Linked DNA regions of Mus musculus: region 1 is linked to region 2. The links are chromatin contacts, called in public promoter capture Hi-C maps. All regions are on one chromosome and are shown on one strand. The core of a region is the stretch at or near the end of the contact, and the rest is flanking DNA. Distances in the headings are between cores, read along the strand shown.

Evidence for each region. Promoter capture Hi-C pulls out the DNA fragments that hold promoters and counts their contacts.
Region 1: a promoter capture Hi-C map of pre-B cells shows a contact between it and region 2. The contact joins the promoter of Ffar3 here to the promoter of Upk1a in region 2. A contact is called at or near these places in 16 of 39 promoter capture datasets (the 3T3-L1 cell line, the C10 cell line, the HPC-7 cell line and 12 more), 7 of 484 Hi-C or Micro-C datasets (the Ba/F3 cell line, bone marrow-derived macrophages, brown adipocytes and 4 more), 11 of 115 datasets of contacts at active chromatin or transcription factors (bone marrow-derived macrophages, cardiomyocytes, craniofacial prominence and 6 more) and 4 of 9 other capture datasets (adipose tissue, liver, macrophages and 1 more).

What each region holds. Positions count from the first base shown.
Region 1 is chr7:30,854,774-30,857,473 of GRCm38.p6, reverse strand. It overlaps Ffar3 (free fatty acid receptor 3), which reads left to right and starts at 1,296. Exons shown (of 2, transcript NM_001033316.2): 1 at 1,296-1,345; 2 at 1,570-2,700. The coding sequence starts at 1,581. The coding sequence ends at 2,540.
Region 2 is chr7:30,611,391-30,614,090 of GRCm38.p6, reverse strand. Upk1a (uroplakin 1A) reads left to right here and starts at 1,357. Exons shown (of 8, transcript NM_026815.2): 1 at 1,357-1,377; 2 at 1,617-1,704. The coding sequence starts at 1,624.

The DNA of each region.
Region 1 (2,700 bases), core at 47-2,546, 240 kb before region 2:
AGGTCTGGGATGAGGATGACGCATGAGCCAGTGTTTGAGAATGTGCGCGTGTTCAAGCCTCTTCAATAAATATTCATAGCAGAATTATTGGTATTGTGTAAATGTATGTTCAACTTTTTAGTTGAACCGAATTGATTTCCAAAGTGCTATCCCATGGTGCGTTCCCCTCAGCCATCAACAAACACTGCGCTGTCCCTCCATCTTTGCCGGAACTTGGTTCCGACTAGTGTTCTGCTGACAGCCATTCTGGTGTGCGCTTGTTGGTTTGGTGCTCTGTTCCATAAGTATGTGAGCAAATGGGTATGCTATCTTTGAAGATAAACAGAGCCAGATGCAAAACATGTTCCCCCACCCTACCCCACCGAAGGGATGCCTAAGAAGGAAGGGGACCTGGAGAGCCACCTCCCTGTCATGAGCGAAAGGATGGTAGACATAAAACAGTGGTACCCTGAGGGCCTGTTGTGGATTATGCCCCCATTGAAAGATAACTGCTGTCACTATTATCTGCACCAGCACCAGCACCTTCACCACCATCATCCCAGATCTTTTCCTGCACCACAAGGACCCCTGCAGGAAGAGAGGCAGACTCTACTTTATATACTTAGCATGCTTCGTTTTATTTGGGACAGGGTTTCATTTAGCCCAGGTTAGCCTCAAACTGTGTGTAGCTAGGAGTTGATGGTGACCCTGAACTCCTGATCTTCCTCCCTAACGTCTGGGTTACAGGTATGCACCACCACACACACCTGCTCTCTGTGCTGGGGCTGGAACTCAGGGCTTCAGGCAGGATCGGCAAGTGCTCTACCAACTGAGCCCAGTCTAAGTGCTCTTTCCACCGAGCTATATCCCAGGCCAACGTGCATGCTTTAATCTATGAAATTAAATTAGTACCTCTGTTTTATAGAGCGGGAGACACAGGGTTGAGCTCATTCCTTCCCAGATCACAGAGTTAGCAGGAAACAGAGCTGACTGCAAATCCCAGCCCTCCATTTGTGCCTCCTACTTCCCACTCTGATGAGCACTAGATATGCATCGTTCTAAAGAGGCACATGAGAGATCTAAGAGAAGGAGATAAAGGCAAAGCAGGATGGAGGTAGGTCCTCTCTGCTACTGACCATCTGCGCAGAGATGCACACATCCTTGGAATTTGTCCTTTCTTTTTGCATATGGACACAGCCCTGATAGCTAGCTCAAAGCATCTTTTGTGCAGTTCTGCAGCGAGTGGAGTGACGTCATAGGCACCATCAAGTCTTTATCATTTCTGCTGGACAGCTAGCTTACTAGCCTGGTGCTGCAGGAGCCAGCCGGGTGCTGGGCAGCAGAGTGCCAGTTGTCCAATACTCTGGTGAGTGTGGGGCTGAGGGTTACACACAGAGGTGGCACCTTGGTGATGTCGACACTGGGTGAGGGACAGGAAACCAGGGAGGTAGGCAGGACCACCTGCAGGGGAGAGCATGTGGAGCTATGGTGGTGGGGTGTAGGCAGTGTAGACAGCAATCTTGCCTGATGGGTAAGAGTCTCCCAGTGAGGGAACCCCAACTCTCAACACATTCCTCTCTGTCTCATTAGCATCTGTGACCATGGGGACAAGCTTCTTTCTTGGCAATTACTGGCTTTTCTTTTCCGTCTACCTGTTGGTGTTCCTCGTGGGACTCCCCCTCAACGTGATGGCCCTGGTGGTCTTCGTGGGCAAGCTGCGCCGACGCCCAGTGGCTGTGGACTTACTTTTGCTAAACCTGACCATTTCGGACCTGCTCCTGCTCCTCTTCCTGCCGTTTCGCATGGTGGAGGCAGCATGTGGCATGAGATGGCTTCTGCCCTTCATCTTCTGCCCCCTTTCTGGGTTCCTTTTCTTCACCACTATTTACCTCACCTCCCTCTTCCTGACGGCGGTGAGCATCGAACGTTTTCTGAGCGTGGCCTATCCACTGTGGTACAAAACCCGGCCCCGGCTGGCCCAGGCTGGTCTGGTCAGTGTAGTCTGTTGGTTCCTGGCATCGGCTCACTGTAGTGTGGTTTACATCACTGAATACTGGGGAAATGCAACCTACAGCCAGGGGACCAATGGAACCTGCTACCTGGAATTCCGGGAGGACCAGCTGGCCATCCTCCTGCCTGTACGACTAGAGATGGCTGTGGTCCTTTTCATGGTGCCCCTGTGTATCACGAGTTACTGCTACAGTCGCCTGGTGTGGATACTGAGCCGGGGGGCCAGCCGGCGCCGGCGCAAGAGGATAATGGGGCTTCTTGCAGCCACACTGCTCATCTTCTTCGTCTGCTTCGGCCCCTATAATATGTCCCATGTGGTGGGCTATGTCAGCCGTGAGAGTCCGTCCTGGCGGAGCTACGTGCTCCTCCTCAGCACCCTCAACTCTTGTATCGACCCCCTGGTTTTCTACTTTTCTTCCTCCAAGTTCCAAGCCGACTTTCATCAACTCCTGGGGAGGCTGCTCAGAACTTGTGTGCCTTGGACTCAGCAAGTCAGCCTGGAACTGAAGGTAAAGAATGGAGAAGAGCCATCCAAGGAGTGTCCGAGCTAGAGAAAAGAGTGGACCGCAGGAGGGGGTGGAACCATTGGCTCAGTGCTATGGCTGGCGGAGAGCTCTCCAGGGGCAGGCAGGAGTAGGCTCCAGCGTGTCTGCAGGTCATTCCCTAGCTCAGACGGACTAGAGTGCACTGTGACAGGCTGCAGACATTGCT
Region 2 (2,700 bases), core at 108-2,607:
TGGTGTTTTGTTTTAAGGGCTGGGTCTCATTGGGTAGCTATGACTGACTTGGAATTCCCCATGAATGCCAGGATGGCTTCGAACTCTCTCTGCCGGGATTAATGGCATACACCAAGGCAGGGAAACTGAACATGACCCTGAGGTCAAGATGCTCCTGTCCTAATCTCACGCGCTCAGCTAACCCATTGTCTTGGCAGGGGAATTTTAAGTGCCTTTTTTTTTTTTTGCCGCCTTCTGCAATAGATAGGAAAGCCACCACTGGGAAAGAGAATTTAACAAAACCCCTGGAGAATTTCTGGGGCCGGGCTCTTGCTTTAAGCGACCACCAGAGGGCGCTGTCCGAGAGACCTCGGGCTCTACCCATTCACCACACCTCTGAAGCTTTTCCTGACCTGGACGGTGCAGATGTGCGCTTAGTTACGCTGCTAGAGGAGACAGCAGGAATTAAGCCTAGATATGCTTGCTTTTGTTGTTGTTGTTGTTGTTGTTGTTGTTGTTGTTTCTCCTTCCCACTACCTCACCCCACCTCTCTGCCTATATAGCTCAGGATGGTCTCGAACCCATAATCCTCCTTGCCTACGCCTCCCCACTACCGGGATTACAATTACAGGCGTGCACTTCTGTATCTGACTTGAATTTAGATCCCTTCTATTCTTCAGCCTGAAGAGTGTGTGTGTGTGTGTGTATGTCCACGCGGCCGTCCCGGGTGGGAGGAGGAGTTCCTCTCCCACCACATCCATACCACATGTCCCCTTCCTTTTCTAGCATACTCCTTCCTCCTTTTTCATATATACATACCTATCTCAAACCCCTCACCATTCTCTTCTGCCACTGTAGCCATAACCAAGCACCTCTGAGCGTGCCTTGCACCTTGCCCTCAATTCCCTCCCACAGCCCTGCCTTGAGCCCACCCCATTATCCTCTGCTGTGTGGGTGTGGGTGTGTGGGTGGGGTCTCTCTCTGGTCCTCCCTCTGCCTCCAAAGCTACAGAAGGCAGTTTTCTAATGTGGGATTCCCACGAGGATCTGTCATGGATCTGACCCCTGCTCTCGGGAAAGCCTACCGTGCACCTAAGGAAAGGACAGATCAAGTGGCTAACTTTTCCCATCCCCACCCCCACCCCTCTGGCATGGCTGCAGCCTGGGAATTAGAGCCTCTGGGTACATAGATCACCTTGCCCCAGTGGCCAGTCAGGAGCACAATCCTGAATTTCAGGTCTGTAAATCACTTGAGTGTCAAGGAGCTCATAAAAATCTATCATGGTCAGTCTGCTGAACTCCTGCCCCCTCCTCCTCTGAGACTGGCTCAAGGAGGGGTTTGGGCATATATAGGGAGCTGCTGTAGCTGGGGCTGACCAGAGAGGCTTCTGTAGAGAAGGTGAGGAGGTGTTCTGGGGGTTGACAGGGCAAGGGGCTGGGGAGGGCAACAGCTGCCCTGCAGTTAGAGGCTGCTCGGCTTTTCTTCTTCTGTAGAAGGCTCACTGCTAAGCTGTTGGACTCTGGGCATATGGACACCAGCCTGGGCTCTGCAGCTCATGAGCATCTCCTGGTAGATGGGGTCTGAAGTAGACCCTGCCTCCTGCCCTCCTAACTTCTGCCCTGCTTCTGTGTCCCCAGCAGGAAGATGGCTTCTGCAGCGACAGAGGGAGAGAAGGGGTCTCCTGTGGTGGTGGGGCTGCTGGTCGTGGGCAACATCATTATTTTGGTGAGACGCGGAATAATGGGAGCGGGAAAGTGTGGTGGGGAGGTGGCAGCTGAGATCCCAGGTCTATGAGCTGCAGGCTCTAGTCCCAGATCCTAAAGGGGATCCCAGCTACCTGTTCTTACAGAGGGAGCAACCTGTTCTCTGGGAATCCTTCTTGTGGATCATGTAGATTCATCCACAACTCAGGGGAAACGCTTGAGAGACAAGAGTGGTAAACACACACACACACACACACACACACACACACAGCCGTAATCGCAGCTTTTGGAAGGCTGAGGCCAGAGAATAATGGCTGTGAGTCTGAAGCCAATCTAAACTATAGTGTGTGAAGTTCTGTTTAGAGAGAGGAAGGGGGAGGGGGAGGGGGAGGGGGAGGGGGAGGAGAGGAGAGGAGAGGAGAGGAGAGGAGAGGAGAGGAGAGGAGAGGAGAGGAGAGAAGAGAAGAGAAGAGAAGAGAAGAGAAGAGAAGAGAAGAGAAGAGAAGAGAAGAGAAGAGAAGAGAAGAGAAGGGAAAAGAGAAGAGAAAGTTGAGAATTAGTGTCAAGAGAATCTGTCAAGTATCAAGTACTGGAACTCACTCTGTAGACCAGGTTGGCCTCGAACTCAGAGATCCTCCTGCCTCTGCCTCTGCCCGCTGGGTTCTAGGATTAAAGGTGTGCGCCCCCACTGTCCAGCTGATGTTGTGATGTTGGTTTTTAAAAGAGGAAAACTATGTGATGCTTGGGTGTTGCCCTGAGCCAGGCAGGCTTGGGTTCATATCCCAGCTCTGCTAGTTATGGGACTGGAGGCCATCAGTATCACCTCTGTGATCCCTGGCTTTCTCATCAGCAAGACAGACAGACAGACAGAGAGAGAGAGAGAGAGAGAGAGAGAGAGAGAGAGAAGAGAGGAACAGGGATGCTTTGCACACACCTGTGGCACTGAGGAGGTGAGGCAGGAGGACTGCCACACCACAAGTTTGAAATCACCTTGGACCACACAGTAAGTCCAGGCCAA